Regions from separate parts of the Canis lupus genome. Here region 1 is linked to region 2. The links are chromatin contacts, called in public Hi-C maps. All regions are on one chromosome and are shown on one strand. Each heading gives the region's core, a stretch centred on a gene start, on an enhancer-like site or on the middle of the called end of the contact. The rest is flanking DNA. Distances are from core to core; before and after follow the strand shown. Region 1 holds the start of RBM6 (RNA-binding protein 6). Region 2 holds the start of RBM5 (RNA-binding protein 5).

What was found. A called contact is a pair of places that touch in the nucleus more often than the background predicts.
Region 1: a Hi-C map of amygdala shows a contact between it and region 2, with 2.0 times the contacts expected there. The contact joins the promoter of RBM6 here to the promoter of RBM5 in region 2. A contact is called at or near these places in 2 of 9 Hi-C or Micro-C datasets (amygdala and blood).

Annotation. Positions count from the first base shown.
Region 1 is chr20:39,764,330-39,770,934 of UU_Cfam_GSD_1.0, forward strand. It overlaps RBM6 (RNA-binding protein 6), which reads right to left and starts at 3,162. Exons shown (of 20, transcript XM_038566394.1): 1 at 2,969-3,162.
Region 2 is chr20:39,630,942-39,637,165 of UU_Cfam_GSD_1.0, forward strand. RBM5 (RNA-binding protein 5) reads right to left here and starts at 4,718. Exons shown (of 25, transcript XM_038566392.1): 1 at 4,566-4,718; 2 at 3,177-3,247; 3 at 1,345-1,510; 4 at 434-589. The coding sequence starts at 3,193.

The DNA.
Region 1 (6,605 bases), core at 1,912-4,411, 130 kb after region 2:
GATGACAAAAAAGTTTTGGAAATAGTGGGGATGGTTGCACTACACTATGTATGTAATTAATGCACTGAATTTTACACTTAAAAATGGCTTAGGGGTGTCTGGCTGGCTCAATCAGAAGGTTGTGTGGCTCTTGATTTCCAGGTAATAAGTTTGAGCCCATGCTGGGTGCAGAGATTCCTTAAATAAATAAACTTTAAAAAAAAAAATCAAAAGAAGTGGTTTAAATAGCAAATTTTGTTACATTTTTGTAACAAAATATATTTACCACACCTTTGGAAAGAAATTAGCAATGTAATATATAAAAAGTATTGAATTACACACTCTAAATGGTTAATTGTATGGCACATGAATTACAAACTACATCTCAATAAAGGGAAAAGACAACAGAGGTGGTTAACATTTAGTGGACACTTTCTACACACCACTGTTCTTTTTTTAAAAAAAAGATTTATTTATTTATTCATGATGGACACAGAGAGAGAGAGAGAGAGGCAGAGACCCAGGCAGAGGGAGAAGCAGGCTCCATGCTGGGAGCCCAAAGCGAGACTTGATCCCGGGACCTCAGGGTCGCGCCCTGGGCCAAAGGCAGGCGCTAAACCGCTGAGCCACCCAGGGATCCCCTCCAAGCACTGTTCTAAAAGCATTACATAAAACCTCACAAGAACCTCATTTCACATATAAGGAAACTAAGGGTAATTTATCCAATGTAATTGAATTAGTGGAGGAGTCAAGGATTCAAAACCTATCAGATTCTAGAGCTCCACCAGTTACCTACTCTGCTATTCTGAGTCCCACAGCATTGACAGGAGGGTTATAAAAGGCATTCAACAGATGCCCCATTAACTAAGTAAATGAGATGAAGAAGGTACTGTGGGAGTATGGCAGAAAAATTAATTCTAAGCACTTGGTATATGGCTAAAAAAAGACCATCCAGGAATGAGTTATGATCTTTAAAATTTCATAACTTTCTAATAGTTTTAATTTTATTACAACCCTGAATCTGATTTTTAACAGTAGTTTATACATTTAAACTTTGGCAGAAGAGTATAACCTTGCTCAAGTATTTGCAATAAGAGAGCTCATTTAGTAACATGCACTCACCGCCCCAACCCAAGCTTTGACAAGTCTCCTCTGAAAGGCTACAACAACCTAGGATCCTAAAGGCAGCAAAAACCCCAGTCTGGTAACAGAATTCTATAAAGAAGGGTGCTGCAGGAACACCTGAGTGGCTCAGTGGTTGAGCATCTGCCTTTGGCTCAGGGAGTGATCTCGGAGTCTTGGGATCGAGTCCCACATCAGGCTTCCTGCATGGGCCTGCTTCTCCCTCTATGTCTCTGCCTCTCTGTGTTTCTCACGAATAAATAATAAAAATCAGGAAGAAGAAGAAGAAAGAAGAAAGAAGGAAGAAGAAGGAAGCGACTGAAGATGTCCAGAAAAGAGACCTAGTACCTATCCTATAGGTTAAGTACCCAATTAGGTGCTAATTAATGAGACAAGGTTCAGGTCCAACTTGTCTGTGTTTCACCAAAATAGTAACAGGCCATTAGTTAAGCAATGTGCTTTACACGTTGCTAGTTTCACTGTTACCCATCAGTTTTTTTTTGTTTTGTTTTTTAATAAAGATTTTATTTATTTATTAATGAGAGAGAGAGAGAGGCAGAGACACAGGCAGAGAGAGAAGCAGGCTCCATGCAGGGAGCCCGACGTGGGACTCGATCCCAGGTCTTCAGGATCACGCCCTGGGCCGAAGGCAGGCGCCAAACTGCTGAGCCACCCAGGCATCCCCCACCCATCAGTTCTTGATACCTCTGCCTATAGTCCTCACAAGTTTGCTGATGTTGACATTATAAACTATTCACACTGGTGGCATTACTCAACAGAAAGTCGAAAACAAACCTAGGGCACAATCCAGAGTTCAGAAAATGAACCAAATGACCAGGCTCATCAGAGTCTACTGAACTGGGCAGCCCGGGTGGCTCAGCGGTTTAGGGCCGCCCTCAGCCCAGGGCGCGATCCTGGAGACCCGGGATCGAGTCCATGTCGTGCTCCCTGCATGGAGCCTCCTTCTCCCTCTGCCTGTGTCTCTGCCTCTCTCTCTCTCTCTCTCTTTCATGAATGAATGAATGAATGAATGAATAAATAAATAAATAAATAAATATCTACTGAACTCCTTCAATTAGATCCAGCAACTCTGACCTTCACCTGCAAAGCTGGAATATGCAAAAAATACCATTACCCTTAAAAGTGTATGTACCTTACAAAACATAGTCCTTTAAAAAAAAAAGCACTCCTAGAGTTGAATCAATACTAAAGTTAGGAGGAAAACACAGATTTACAATGCTAAAAGGAATCTGAAGAGAAAATACAAAAAAAAAAAAAAAAAAAATTCCCTCCTCCCACATTCTCCCAACGGGCGCAGAACCCACCAGACCACTCCCCTGCCTCCAGGTTCTACAGCCCCGCGTGCCGGGCTCCGAGCTCGCACACCCGGTGGCACGGCCGAGCCCATTCGTGCCTAGCCAGGTCTAAGGACGAAACTACGTGCCAGGCACACGAAGGCCTCTTTCTCAAGCAATGCCTCAGAACTGGATCAGATTCCTGCAAAAGCAGGAAAAAAGGAAGAAGAAAGGACCCGCCTGCGGCTCCACAGACCAGAAGCACCAAACCGTAACCACGCGCCAGGCCCCTACCCGCAGCCGACAGCCCCGAGGCTGCACCGGTAATTCTACCGCCGCGCCGGGCCCCGCCCCGGGCCCGCGACCGTTCCGGGGCGTTCCTCCCGAGGGCGGCGCCTCCCTCACCACACCGCCACTTGGCTCTCTTCTTCCCGAGCGAGGCCGCGGCCGCCCCGCGACACCGAAGCCGCAGCTGCCAGGCCTCGCGGACCCGCGACTTCAGTAGCGGCCTGGCAGGCCGCCTCCCTCCCCGCAGGCCCCGGCACGCCCTCTCCACTGCCCTAGGCCCTTACCGAGGCAGCGCGGCCTCCACGGCCCGCTCCTCCTAATCCTCAGCCGCCGCCACCGACCCAGCGTCGCGGAGACCGGAACTTCCTCCGCGCCGGGCCGCTGCCTCCACAAAGGCGCCGCGCCGCCGCCTTCAGCGCTCTGCCCGCCGGGAGATAGAGTACAGCGGCAGGTCGCTCCGACTCCACTCCCGCCGTGCCCCGCGCGTGGGGGGGCGGGGCTGTGTACGGGAGCCAGGCGTGAGGGCACGCTGCACGCCGGCGTCCAATGAGAGGACGTGCCTCCCCACGTTCGCGGGGCCTGCTGGGGGTTGTGGTTTAGACCCTGGCTTGTCTTCCGGTGCTCTCCTTAGAGTTGAGCTGGAAGTGAGGTCGGCCTTTGGATTGGCCTGCCCTAGGTTTGCTCCCCACCGGGAGCACGGATCAGGCTTTGGTCTGCCTAGTTTGAGGCCACCTTCTTTCCTGTCTTTGTAAAGGCAGGGTGAGACTTCTCCCGCCTAAGTCTTCCAAGGAAGGAAGGCCCACACAAGCGCCTGATCCTGACCCCCTCTGTCCAGCTTAACCCTTTGGCCCACGACCCGAGGATAGGTGCAAGAGAAGCATTTGAATTAGAGAAGCAGTAATCAGAGGCTCCTCCCCCTTTCCTTCTGATGGGTTTCCAAGTTAGGCAATCCCCCCGCTAAAGAATATCAAGTAAAGGGATCCCTGGGTGGCGCAGCGGTTTGGCGCCTGCCTTTGGCCCAGGGCGCGACCTGGAGACCCAGGATCGAATCCCACATCGGGCTCCCGGTGCATGGAGCCTGCTTCTCCCTCTGCCTGTGTCTCTGCCTCTCTCTCTCTCTGATGACTATCATAAAATAAATAAAATTAAAAAAAAAAAAAAAAAAGAATATCAAGCAAATACCACCTATGTTAAAGGTTCAGTACTGCCAATGAGGGAAAATCCACCCAGCTTCAGCTTCCACAGGGCCTTGCTGGATCTCAGGAAATAAATCTGGCCAAGAGCGACTTGTGGGAGGTCTCAGAACTGGAAGGTTATCTGCAAATCTCCCAATCTAGCAGAAACGCTTTCAGTTTGCAGCTCATTTCCAGAATCTCCTTACAGCTAATCTTCAAATGGCAAGCTGCAACCTTCCAGGTGGGTTATCTACACTGTTGATATGCTTGCTGGTTCCGGCCACCTGGTGTCTGTTATGGGTGGACCCTTACAAAAGGTAACCTGATTTTGTAGCCTGAATTCAACATCATGGGATCAAAGGAATCTGCCACAAGAAAAGCCTGTAAAGCATCCTAAAATAAAGCAATGCTTATCTATAGAGAAGAGGTTGTTGGGTTAAGTAGTCTTTAAAATTCCTACTTTTCAGGCATCTTGTCCAGAAGCCTTTCCTTCATTTGGAAACTGTGAGGGGCCTGTGTGTGCCAGGCACTGTATCAGGTGCTGGGGATATAGGAACAAACAAAGCTGATAAAATTTGCTGCTCTACTGGAGATGGGGGTGGGGTAGTTACTGGAGATGGACAAGGAACTAAACAAGATATACAATCTCTACTGAAATGAGTTTGGTTTCTGTAAGGAGGGACATGGGAAGTCATTGGAGGGCTCCAAATAGAATAATATCATAACTTGATATCCATGTTAATAGGATCCCTCTGGCTGCTGTGTGGAAATAGGCCAAAGGTAGGAAGGGCAGAAGCAGTGCAGCCATTTAGGAGTCTGTTGTAATAATACAACCACAGAAGGATTATACCTGTACCCGTCTGGCAACAGAAGACATGAACTGGGATAAGGACAGAAAGGGAAGAATATGGGCAAGCAGTTTTGGTAGGAAGAGCAAGAGCTGTTTGGGGTAGATTGAATTTTTTGATGCCTAGTATTAAAATGAGACATGGAATTGGTCATTGGATACATCAGCCTGGAATTCAGGATAATAGGTCAGTGTTAGAGATGCAAATCTGGGAGGTATCAGCGTATTGCTGATGCCAGTATCTGAAGCCACAGGCTTTTATGAGATGACCAAGGGAATGAGGGAGGGAGTGTAGGCAGGAGAGCAGAGTTCCAGCCCTGAGCACACTAGCACTAAGAAATTACAGGGAAGAGGAGGAACAGCTACACAGAACTAACTGTGGCTACTTTGACTTTGTTTCCCAAACTGGACAATTCATTGTTGGTGGTGGATCTCTCTCCCTTATCAGATAGTACTTTGTCCTCTAAAGAGGTAAACCTTATTAAGACACCAATTATTCTTACTGTACACCAAACTCCTTGAGTAATAATCGCTACTCTCTATCAAACTATATGGCTGGCATTGTGCTGCCACTTCATTATCTTTCTTTTGTTTTTTCATTATCTTTCATTTAAATTTTCATAATAATCATATGAGGAAATCCCTTTTATAGTTAAGGAACCCAAACACCAGAAAAATTAAGTAATTGCCACAGCTGGTTGGGTGTGGGAAGTAGGCATGGAGATTCCAACCCAGGTCAGTCCTGTCCTCCAAGATTTATGCCTCTTGACTACTTTCCCCTTTTCCTTAAGGTGATTATTGATGGTTTTCAGAGGAAGCATCCAGAATTTTCTCTTTTTTTTCATTTTTAAAAAATATTTTATTTATTTATTTATTTATGAGAGAAAGAGACAGAGACATAGGCAGAGAGAGAAGAAGGCTCCCTGCAGGGAGCCTTTGTGGGACTCCATTCCAGGACTCTACCTGAGCCAAAGGCAGACACTCAACCTCTGAGCCAGTCAGGCACTCCAGAATTTTATTTTTTTAGCGTACAAGGGCTCATAGTACTTGAAGTTCATTTTTACTACATGAGAGCAGGAAATCTGAGCTATTTAGAAGAGCTGATCCAAACAGCACCTTCACCTGGAACAGGGTGTACAAGATCTAGTCAGTGAGATGTGTCTGCTTTCAGCCCCTAAATCCTCACAGAGGAGGACCCAGAAAAGAGAAAGACCATGTCCTGTCTGTTGTTCCTTGTTGCCTTGGTCTCATTCGGGGCCATGGCTCTCCAGTATCAAAAGTAGGATTTGATCAAATGTTAAAATAAGAGACAGGAAAAAAAGAAAGAGAGACAGGAACCAGGAGAGATACAGAGGATACAAAACCATGGATAAAATTTTCCAGCAAAGCTGAAAACCCAGCTGCCTTCCCAGGAGTTGTGAAGTAATAAAGGCAGAAAGGAAAACTTCAGATTTTCCAGGGAAAGATTGAGTGTTCCTATTTTTAGCTCAAAATACTTCGTGCTAGATGTCTTGTATTTGTAGGCAAGGGAAACAGCTAAAGGTGCTGAAAGGGACACGAGAGGATTTCCCCCTAGTCACACCCTTAACATAGCAAGAGGGCTGGGAACAGATCCCAGCCTCAGGGCACAATCAGGCATTTTCATGTTCACCATGACTTCCTCACAGTCCCTTGGGTTCTGAAATGTCCACTAAAGCTATAAAAGAAAATAAATCTGGAGAAGAACAAGAGGTCTTATTTTATCATTGTTCTAGTCCCCACTAGTCCACACTACTATGTTGTGGAGATGACAGCGGGGTCCATGAAAATCATGGGCGCACACAAACAGAAAGCAGAGATTTAGAGGGGCCCCTGACCTGGAGGGTAACAGAAGGTGCAGGTAATGTATTATTTGTGACA
Region 2 (6,224 bases), core at 3,468-5,967:
GATTACCATCTAATGACTATTGAAAGAATAAGACCTGCTCCCTGTAGTTAAGGAAGTTCTGAAAACTCAATTCTATTTATTCATAAGAGACACAGAGAGAGAGGCAGAGGGAGAAGCAGGCTCCATGCAGGGAGCCCAATGTGGGACTCGATTCTGGGACCACGGGATCATGCCCTGAGCTGAGATGCAGACGCTCAACCGCTGAGCCACCCGGGCGTCCCAGAAAACTCAATTTTACACTGAGCTTCAAAGCCTAATTATAAATGGTAATTTACCTCTGAACCAAGATGAAAAAACCCCACCCGAAAAATGGAAATATACTTCACTGGCTGAGATGTTAATTTGAGGTAAAACAACAGTGTGAGAAAATGATCGAAGCCCTAAATCTGCTGTGCCTACTAGACTGCTTGTTACAACTGCTGTTTTCTCTTACATCGCTCTCTGTAATGGTGATGGGAAGGCCGCGCAGCATGATGGTCTTACTCTCCCTCTCATCACTGATGTCATGTCTGTAGTCATGCTCGCCATAGTCACCATCTGAATGGTAGCCATCTTCGGATCGGTCACTGTTCCTTCTTTCACGTTCTCTCTGATTTATAATAAAATTACAATTAAAATCATGCTGAGTTTATACCCTTTGATCCAGTCCCTCCACTCCTAGGAATTTATCTTTAGGAACAACAGAAAGGGTATGGGAACTCCATGATAATGTTCACTGTAATGTTTCTAAATTGGGGGTGGGGGTGGGGTTAGAAGGGCCATAACCATTTATGTCAGGAAGAATGGTTTAACAACTGACTGTACAGTATACTATCACACCGAAATACCACTAACTGTTACAATATGAAGGTATATGCATGGAAAAAGAAAAAACCCTGCATAATTACACGGGCAATACAATTACTTCTAAACAAAGCTGTTGTTTATATATAGATAGGAACGGGGCAAGAAACTATGCTGACCAAACTACAACTTTCAGAAGCAGCCTGAGGCACAGGGTTGGTATATTATTATGCTCTGATTGCCTCATCTTTAAAATAGAAAGACACCCACCGGTAAGGGATTGTAGTGAGACCTACATGAGTTCATTTAAGTCAAGTGCTCAAAAGAATGCCTGGGGAGCCCTATGTAAATCCTGGCTAGAGTTTCTATTACCACGAGTTCAGTTTATCTTTGAGGATTAGAGTCACCTCAGCAGATTTCAGAATAATAGAGGGTCTGAATTGTAATACTCAAGAGAAGAGTTCCAAACTTGACATCCTTACTTCATTTCTAAGATCTTAGAAGCTTTCTGCATGCAATATATAATTCTAACTACTCCATACCGGGTACTAGACCACTCACCTCTGGGCTGTCATAGTCTCGGTAGTCGTCATATCTGTCACCTCTCCGATCATCACTAGATCTTTTGTAGTCTGAGTCCCTCCGCCTGCTTCTGGATTCACGCTCATCTCGGTCATCCCTGTCTATGATGGAACCGTACCTTCCACTACGCTCTGTTCTACTCACTCTGCCAGGGAAAAGAATTTTCATTTAATCTAAAGTAAATCACCATTTATACCTTTAGAAAACATGGTTGAAAATACCACCCCTCGCCCCAGAGCTCAGTGTATAAGATATCCAAGTAGTTTTATATATCCCTAAAATTTATCACCAGATTCTAGTTTACAAAGACAACCACTAGGAAAACATCTACACCCCTAAAGGCAAAGATAACTTTCAGGAAATCATGCTAAATATGAAAATATGGCCACCACACATTTTTTTTTTTAAAGGTGAGGTTGGCCAAGTTCATCCTGTGTATTACCAAACCTGTAGTCTACACATATCACCCCTCTTATCCCTGATTCAGATCTTGCTGATCAAAAATAGGAAGAAAGTAATTTTTAGCATCTCACCCCATCTCAAAGAGAATGTGTTCTCACTCACCTACTCTCAAGGGTATCACACTACTGGGAAATGGACTAACAACCTGGATGAATTAAATTAGTTTTTTTCCCTCATCGGGCAGTTAACCAAGTTCATTTGTTAGACATAACCAGTACCAACAGAAAACATTATTTCCTATAACATCTGGTTTACTTTTGGTTACTGGACAAATCTAGTAACAAGAGGCTTAAACCCATTTGACTACAGATATAGTTCTTTCAAAAATTGTTTACCAGGTTCATAAAACAACTATGTAAGGACAAGACAAAGGAAAGGCTTAGAAGGGCCTAGTTAACAATTTTAACTTGTAATGTTAATGTTACATCCTCACCAAATAAATAAACAATTCAGAGTATACAAATTTAATAAAAAGAAACGAATGAAATTAGTAGTTAGGACTGACTATTTCATAATGGGAAGTATGAGGATGAGAAACCCTAAAAGGGTAAATGTTAATTTAGTAAGTCATTTGGAACCACAGACTGCTAACACAACATTAGAACAATGACATTACGTGACAAGAACACCTCCAGAAACTCTCTGGGCCATCAATTTGATTTATCACTAGCACCAGACTCAATACTAAGAAGGTGGCCGAATAAGGTCTTGTATGTAAATCAAACAGTTTGAGTGGGAGAATCCACAGATGACACAGCAGCCAAATGTTCTCATCTTAATTCTCTAGTAATTTTTCAATTCATTTATTTTTCATGTAATCCATGGTCCAAAGCTTCTACAAATCAGGATCATCTTGCTACAGAGGGGACAATAACAAGAACTTGTGTTCACTGATTGCTTGCTATTATGTAAAGTGACAGACTTGTATGATCTCCTGGCTTCTACACAGGCTGCTTTCCACACTGGGAACCCTCAGTGACCCACTCCACTCTGCCCTCCTTTGCCTAATTCTTACCTACCCTCAGGATTCACCTTAGAGGATACTTTCTCCAGGAAGCTTTCCTAGATATTTCCAGGAAAGTACATGCTTCCTATGTGTTCTAACAGCACCCTTGACTTCTTTTATATAGCACAGTTCACACAGTACTTCACTTCTCTCATTAAACTGCACGCTTTAAAAATAAATAAATAAAAATAAACTGCACGCTTTTAAGAGCAAGGCTCATGAAGGCAATAACAATACTTGGCACAAAATAGATACTCAAATATTTGTTTGATAAACAATTAAAAAAAATAGTTCAGTCTCTGATGAAATGTTGAGATTAAAAACACACACAGTAGTAACTTACCGTTTGTCTGAACCCATTATCCTACTGAAGATGTACCACACTATTCCAAAAGGTCCAAATTTTGTTTTTTTCTAGGAAACAAAAGAGATTGGTTGCTGAAAATTTGAGATCATTTAAGTCAATCTTTCTATAAGCTAGGACACTACTGAAGTTGGAATTTCATCAAATTAATAACAGTGATTATCCAAGGTGGGGGCAGGAGGATTAACTGTCATTATGAAAAATCATAGTAAGATTTTGTTGAAACGAACACAGCAGGAAGATGAACCACACTTTAAATATTAGAGTCCCTATTCAATAAGAATCCTTCCCTTCTACTTTAGGATTACAAAGCAAAAAAAAAAAAAAAAAAAAAAGGCAGCGATGCAATCAGCAGACTGTGTTCTAATCAAATCAACTCCAAGGGGGTAGTTGGTGGTTAAAACTTTAATCAAAGCGTCTTTATTAATACAAGGAGCAATATAAAATTCAAAATTTTCTGATGAAAAGTTTAAATCTTTCAGAAGCCAGGATGCTGCGGTGATTGAAATCTACTCCATTTATAACGCAACGGCTGGTCCAAAGCTATTTCAATGAGACAAGAGCAAACCTCGACACGACTTAATTCCTCAGTAACAATAACCACCACTAACCCTTGAGGCTGCCAGCTGGGCCCCGCAGCGCCCTGGCGGTGATAAAACAACACACAGCTAGACCGCGTTCAATGCGTGCAAGATCTGAGAAACTACTTTCAGCCGACCCTGGCGCCTGTTACAGAGTAGGCGCTCAACGAACATTTGCTGAATTATAAATGGAAGAGAACCACCTGGGAGAAATAAGGCCCTGGGCAGAATCTCTAACGCCGCCCCTTGTCGCCCCGGCAGTGCCGGGACCCACCTTCGCGGGGTGTTGAGGCCGAGATGGCGGCGCCACAGCCTGCGCGACCGACTCAGGCGTCCGGCTTTCCCTTTATGCCTGCACACGCCCCTCCTGACCCCCAAGAGGCTCCCAGCCTGCAGATCGGCCTTCGCCCAACAATCTCCCGGAAAGGGCGGATTCAAGTACAGCTGAGGGGCGATGGCGGCTAGAAACTGCCGGGCGCCCCTGAGGAGTACCCAAGGGACAGTCGACGGCTCCACGTTCAGTTGGGCTAGGGAGTCGCAGACGCGTCCCGGCAGACACACAGTCAAGAGCACGAAAGAAGCGGGTCTCGGGTGGGGCAAGAGGACGCCCTCCGAAAGCTGACAGCGCAGGCTGCGAGGAGGGGCGCGGCCCTCCAATGCTTCGGGTAACTACTTGAGAGATGCGACTGGGGCTGATCGGCTGCTGCCCGAGGCTGTCAGGAAGGCTGCACAAGTCCTGCCTCAAAAGCAAGAACCGCGGGGCGCTACGGGCGGATGCTGCACTTACCCCCAGGAAAGACCAAAGTGGCAGAAGTAGCGGTTTTGTGCCCCAGAACCTCCAACAGGGTACGGCCGCCTCACAAAATGGCGCCTCGGTCGACGGCCGTCTCCTACCCACAGTACCTCGCGCCTGCCACCTCCCCCACACCACCCGCCTCCCGAGGAGGCATCCAATCCGCGACGGTGTCTGGCTACGCGAGGACTGCTGGGAAGTGTGGTCGCTAAGGCGTCCTGTCACTCACTATGCCCTGTGTTAATTTCCTGCGTATTTCTTTCTTTCTTTCTTTTTTTTTTTTTTCAAAACCAAGGGTGAAGTTGCCAGTCTGCCATTTGCAGACTCTGATTAGAGCTCTTACCTTTATCGGTAATTCTTTGCCTTTGCTACAAAAGAGTACAGTTTGCTTTCCCAGACACAATGTAGAATATCACGTTTAATCTGGTTTTAAGAGAAGTCACGTTAGTTGACCGAGTATTGTATTATTGGACTCTAGATTGTTGGGCTAGATGCTTTATAAATATCTATTTTTTATTTTCATAACCTATGAGATGGTTATTAAACCCATTTTGCAGGTGAGGAAAATGAGGCTTATGGAAATGAGAATTCTTAAAACAAAAACAAACACCTCTGTACCCAACATGGGACTAGAACTCACAACCCCGAGATCAAGAGTGGTATGCTCTACTGAGCCAGCCAGGCGCCTCCAAATTAAGAGAATTCTTGAAGGCAAGTTTTAAGAGTGTCATTCAATTGATATTCTCTAGCCTAAGGCAAAGGCTCAGGAAAGTTGTTTTTTCAGGGTTAACAGTATTTGGATGTCTAATAGCATCTCAAAGTTGCAGCCAGAACTCAACCGTATCTCCTCCACAGCCTTCCTCAGCTCATAAATGGCAACTTCCAGTTACTGAGGACAAAAACCCTGTAGTCATCCATGATTTTTTCCTTGCATCTAATCTGTCAGTAAATCTGTTGACTCTATCTTCAAAATATATCTAGGATCTGACCACTTATAGCTGCCTCAGTTGCTGCTCACCTAATCAAAGCCATCCATCGCTGTCCTTGTTCGAGAGATAGTAGTTCAGGCAGAGTTAATAGTAATGGAACTGGGATTTGAGCTAATAAATGTGATTTCAGAGTCCATGCTCTCAATTACTAGAATGTAAACTCCAGAAGGGCAGAGAAGTATCTCTTTAGTTCACTATGTATCCCCAGTGGCTCTACTGGTGCCTGGCACATGGTATGTGCTCAATAGATATCTGCTGAGTAAACAAATTAATCCACCAACAAAGAAAGCTAAACGTGTAACATTTGGGGTGGAAAATGGCAAGGATTCTTGGGTAATTAGGAGGTATTTCAGACTGGGACTGGTCAGTGACATGGTAGTATTCCAGTGCCTCTAGTTAGCATAATTTGCCCTTTGGCATTATTTACAGAGATATTTTTAGTGAACTGGTCTTTCAGGTCACATATACAGACAAGAAGAATTAGACCATGACAAGGTAGAGGAAGATACCAGTTATAGAAAACTGCACCATATTCTTTCTCAAAGAGAGATCTTTCAAGAATAAGTGGAAAGGGGATGCCTGGGTGCCTTAGTGGTTAAGCATCTGTGTCAGGCTTGGGTCGTAATCCTGGGATCCAGTCCTTCGTTGGGCTCCCCGCAGGGAG